Linked DNA regions of Gossypium hirsutum: region 1 is linked to region 2. A link is a contact called in public Hi-C data. All regions are on one chromosome and are shown on one strand. The core of a region is the stretch at or near the end of the contact, and the rest is flanking DNA. Distances in the headings are between cores, read along the strand shown. Region 1 has its middle 8.1 kb from the start of LOC107933338. Region 2 has its middle 28 kb from the start of LOC121211583.

Region 1 (2,707 bases), core at 132-2,631, 92 kb before region 2:
TAAAGATACTTATGTCACATTACAAAATAAATTCGTATTATAATAATTATTTTAATATTATATAAATATTGGTTAACTTTTTTGTTTAAAATAATTTAACTAACTGAGTTGATCAAATACTAAAAGGGATAATCGCAAATTTAGAAATTCTAATGATTTCATCTCATTGTTTAGTTACAAATACAAAAAAAAAAATTAAGAAAAGCTATACGAGATTTGAAAGAAAAAATGTTTAAATAAGATATATTCGTCTGATAATTTTTTAACATATTTAAATTTATTAAACTTATTATTTATTATTATATTTAATTTTATTATTAATTAAAATATTTAATTTTAGAAAATATTTTTATTGATATTTATATTTTTTTTAATAATTTATGTAAACTAACTAAAATTGAAGATTAGTTTTAATGGTTAAAGTATAATTTTAATTGTCAAAAGTCATGTGTTTGAATCTTGTTGGAATCAAAATTTTAAATATTTTTGGAAAAGTTATGAAGAGTCGAATATCTGTAGATATTTGAGATTCGAATAACAAATGCAGACTCGGCTAATAGATATCCAAGGGGTCTATTTGCATCTCTAGCGGATAGTAATTTTGGTATCTGAATTTGCAAATTTCATATTGAATATTTACAGATATCCGAATCCGTAATCCAAATTAACTTATCTAGTTAGTAATTTTTTAAAATTGAATGTAAATCAAAATTCATATAAACTTTACACATTGAATAAAAATAATTTTAATATTCATCCAAAAATATGGTTAATTTTAGGAGTTCTTTTTCTTGTATTTTAATATATGGGGATTATCCCAAAAGGATGATGAATGAATTCTAACCCATCAATATGGGCAGATCAAATGATTATTATCTTTTTAAGAAAAAAGTAAAGATGAATTCTTTAAATGATTCGTAAATTGTCTGTCTATACTTATAATATTCTTCAAATCTAAACTTTTTTCCCTTTGTTATTATTATTATTTATCCACAAACACAGCTCCTGCTTGATTCAAGGAAAGCCATTTTTGATACTTTGATAGCTTTGAAGATTTTTTACTTTTATCAGTTATCACCCATCTTGAAAAACCTTATCCACAGTATACAAGAGAAATCATTTATACCAAAAGGTAAATAATATAGACAAAAAAATTTAATTAAACTATTCTTTTTCATAAACCTCCAATCAATGGAAGTGAATTGAAGTACGGTGTTTCATAATTTAAGTCATCGTTAAAAGTGGTCCATTATTAATTAATAATAGGAAGAAAATTGACGAAAACTGTAATGAAATATGAAACTGGCACTTTAAAAGGGGGTGGTCTAATGGGGCTAATGGAATTTGTCGTGTTGCTCAATTAACCTCGAGAACTCTACAGAGTGTTGGCAATTCTGATCTGCCTCAAACAATATAGAACCATCGGTTGCTGCCAATGTGCAGTGCTTTCCCACTAACGTTTCACGTGTACTTTTTTATTGGTTAAATTTTGATAGTTTCCTAAATTCTTGGACCACCTTATATATGGAAGAAGTTGGGCATTCTTTATTCTTTTCAAAAACCAAAAATGTACATTTCTTTCTAGAATTTAACTCAGTACAGATCAGTTCACATTGTAAAAATATGTTGTCAATAGTTTCTTACATATGTATCGAGTCCATGTAGGGAAGTGTGATTGTAGATATTAAATTTTGAAATTTTAATGCTTTGGATACAATATATAAATTAACTGATTTCGTTTTCCATTTAAAACAAACATTATTGATAACATGTCAATACAGACAGAAAACACCTAGTGCCAAGTTGGCAAGCCATCTCTGCTCAGTATATGTACCAAAGAAGATGTCGGTGAATTCATTCAGTCTTCTAGACTCATCCTCTTTTTAGCCTGACTAGCAACCCTGTCTGCAGCGCCATTAGCTTCTCTCTTAACAAAGGTATATATATTACTTCTTGAAACACTCTTTTACAAATCTCCTCTACATGAAAAATTCTTCGACTACTTAGTTGGGTAGAAAAGTGGAAGTATAGGAGCATGGAGTGGAAAAGTGGAAAATTGTAACCTCTCTAACCCCGCTTAATTATTAGACCTGAATTCGGAAGATTACATTAGCCACCGAAATGACCCAATAAGTTATTGGAGTTTTGAAAACAATCATTTTAAAAAATTTGATTATTTTAGAAGAGAAGTTAGTTAATTATCGACTTATTTATTACTCAAAATTTAGTTATAACTTAGCAGTGGAAAAGTAATAATAGTTTATATTTTTCATAAAAACTAAAGTTCATGCATAACTAATTAATATTTATATTTCAGTAACCTAAAATCAAATTAAAAGTCATGTATGCTAAAAGAAAACAAATCCTAAATCCCACAAAACAATTCAAAATTAAATAATACAATCTCTGAATAATAAAATATCAAATAATAAATATAAATATTTTAATAAATAAAGCCGAGCAGAGACCCTCCGAATGTCGTGTCCGCGTCCTAACCTAGTGGGTTATTTGTAAGGATGAAAATTAAAGGGGGAGTGAGCTATGATGCTCGGTGTGAGTTTAATCACAAGAAAACCAATGCAAATGATTAAACATATTAATATGTCACATAGAAATAATTTTCAATGACACTTTCAGAATACCTATGTTTCAGATCACTCACAATATACATATACATGTCATATTAGAAATCCCAGATTTGAATGTA
Region 2 (3,053 bases), core at 25-2,524:
ATTTCTTAATTTATTCAATTGAACTGAACAAATTGATTCAACCGAGAATTAGTGTGTCCACTAATTCGGTTAAGACTAAATCTAATTTGTCATTTTCTTTTACACTTATTTTCTTCTCTTACTTCAAAACTACAATAAACTCTTTTTATAACAATATTTTTTTTGGTAAAAAAAGAAAATACAACTCAATAATCAAACAATAGGAAAGCTCATTACATAATTCTTATCAATCAATTGTACTCCTGTTTCCCTGTCTCTTCGAAGCTTGACAATTCTGTCTGCAATACTATTCTCTTCTCTGGGATTATGCTAAAGATTCCAATGACTCAAAGACTTCAAAAGCAAAACAATTCTCCTAACTAAGGCAGAATTGGAACCACCGCAAACACCTTCCTTAATGAGGTTCACAACTTTATAACAACATTTTATTATAATAGTCAAGTTTGTTATAGAATCTTTTATTTTATATATATATAAATTTTAGTTTTACTCTTTATAACATCTTTTCATCTATAATAGTAACAACCATAAAAGTATGAAGCACACTCTTCACTAAATTAATTTTCTATAACAACTTCTTACCTTAAATTTTAATATTTTTTGAATTATAATTTATAGTAAAAGTAGTTTTATTATTAAGAGAAATAAAATAGTAAATTTTAGTTAAGAAATTATATAAATAAAATGTTTAAATTTTATATAAGAATAATATTAGTTATATTTTATTAAGAATAATTTTTAATAAATGAAATTACATTTTAAATATTATTATAGATACAATTTAAATATCACCAATAAATAATAATATTAATATATTATAGTTTTTAATTTGAAAATTTTAAAACCTCAAATAGGATCTAAATCTCAAATATCATTCAACCAAAGTTATATTTTTATATTTTTTTATACATTTTAATTTTATTATGCTAACGTTATTACCTCCATAAATTGTATATATTAATAATATTATTGATTGAATTGGTATTATAAATTAACCTAACACCAACTCAGAATTAATGACAATACAATAATAAATAATTATATTTATTTAATAATTTTAATTTGATGTATTTAAATTTTTTACTCAAAATTTAATTTTTTATTTTTATTTTAATATTATACATATTTTATGTGCTATTATTATTAATTCATTAAACTATATACTTTAGTATTTATTATATTTTATTTTTTAACACACTTCTATATTTTAAAGAACAGAGGTGTTAGTAAATTTCTAAAATAATAAAGGAAGGGAAAGTGGGGCCAGGAAGAGCATTGGATTCCAAACTTTGTTGTGAAGACAGAGCAGAAGAAACCGACAGGACTCTACCGCAATTTAGGCAATATTATAATTATAATAAAAAATATGATAATTTTTTAATTTCATTTCCATAATTAAAAAATTCACTATCAATCCAACCCATAACTACATTTGTTTTGCACGTTTGCAAAGTTTCATACAAATTTATTTTCCTTGAATTCACCACCCAACGCAATTCAAAATCCACAAAACATCAATTTCAAATTTTTAATTAATTAATTTTTTATATTTTAAAATTTAGTTTTAGTTATTAATATTATTTTTTATTAAATTTATTGACCTGATATTTTAGAATAAAAAAACCTCATTTCATAACAATGTAATTAAAATTTAATATTCATGAACTTGAATTTAATAAAATGATTTTAATTTAAAATTTAAAATCTAAAAAATATAGATAGTAAAATTTAAATTTATGAAAGGTACCAAAACTTCTAATACAATTTAACCAAAATTTAATTATCTATCTTTCAACTATTTTCATATTGTTCATAAAAACTATTTTCACACCGGTGCAAATCATAATACTTTTTTTTCTAAAAAACAAGAAAGCCTTGATTTGTAATATTTAGTTACTATCAATTGTTTTTGGTTTTTCTTTTAAGCTATGAATAATACAGAACACAAAGCAAAGGAGAGAGAGAGAAAAAAAAACAAAATTTACAAAAAAAAAATACTAGAAGACACATGTATGAGCGTAAAAATAACATATTTAGAAAATAAATTTGTGTTTAAAAATTATATATAATAAATAATAAAATGCACGATTTGAACTAAATAATAATATATGAAATATGCATGATATTAAAACACATGAATACATCATATAAGATTACTAAATGAAAGCCATTTGTTTCTTATTTTTTGTTTTATTTAGCGGTGGTGCCAGCCTCCAAGCTGGCCCGCCTTTTTCCTTTCCCATTAACCTTTTATTTTTTTTCTTTTTCTCATTCACTACACATGCCTTCTCTCATTTCAATTTGCAGATTTATTTTGTGGGTATCTTTGTTGTCTTCACAAGTTGTGATGGACAGATGACGGTGCTTGTCGTTCGCTAAAACTCCACCATCCACCAGTAGTTTTTATTGGAAAGTGGGTGGCTCTTTATCAACTTCTTAATTTGTTTCTATTTTGAGAGTATTTTAGAATAATAAATAATTTCACATGTTGATTTGGATTTGTGTTGTCTTAAGTTTTATATATTTTTTGTTTGTTTTCTCATTGTTTAATAAGTTTTCAGTTTTAGAAGTTATTGTTTGCTCTTATAGCACGTTTTTTTAGCCTTGCTTATGCATGTAATTTTAATTTTATAAGTGATTTTAAGGATGATTTTGTTGTCGTCCTCTCTAGTTTAGTGAGTGCTCGATTCTTTTATTGATTTTTGCTCACCACTTTGGACCATCCGGGATTGATTTCCTTATCATACTAAGTGCTTGCAATCACTCCAGATAGGTCGTGCTTGAGTTGTGACAAAGCCAATTGTCAACATGTCATAATGTTCTATCGATATTGAAGTTAAAGCCTTTGTTGTGTTTATGGAGCTTATCATTTACCATCTACGACAAGTGTTTGCTATTTTTTTCTCTGAATTATATGGTTCTATTCATTGAATGAATTAATGAATTTATCTGTTAAATAAAAAGATTACTAAATGAATACAATTACTTATCACGGTGTTTTCATCAATTCTAAGTTGGTGTAAAAAATCCTAAGTTGTTATGGAGTTGATTTG

What was found. Hi-C and Micro-C count contacts between places; a contact is called where the count stands out from the background.
Region 1: a contact with region 2 is called in a Hi-C map of leaf, with 2.5 times the contacts expected there. The contact joins two enhancer-like sites. A contact is called at or near these places in 4 of 34 Hi-C or Micro-C datasets (leaf and petal).

Annotation. Positions count from the first base shown.
Region 1 is chrA12:21,409,480-21,412,186 of Gossypium_hirsutum_v2.1, reverse strand. No RefSeq gene overlaps it. Among protein-coding and RNA genes, the nearest start is that of LOC107933338, 8.1 kb to the left of the region's middle. Within about 2 kb of position 1,381, at least 2 of the 9 cell types and tissues checked have an H3K27ac peak or open chromatin away from gene starts, as enhancers often do. A contact at or near this core is called in leaf, where this site is marked.
Region 2 is chrA12:21,317,317-21,320,369 of Gossypium_hirsutum_v2.1, reverse strand. No RefSeq gene overlaps it. Among protein-coding and RNA genes, the nearest start is that of LOC121211583, 28 kb to the right of the region's middle. Within about 2 kb of position 1,274, at least 2 of the 9 cell types and tissues checked have an H3K27ac peak or open chromatin away from gene starts, as enhancers often do. A contact at or near this core is called in leaf, where this site is marked.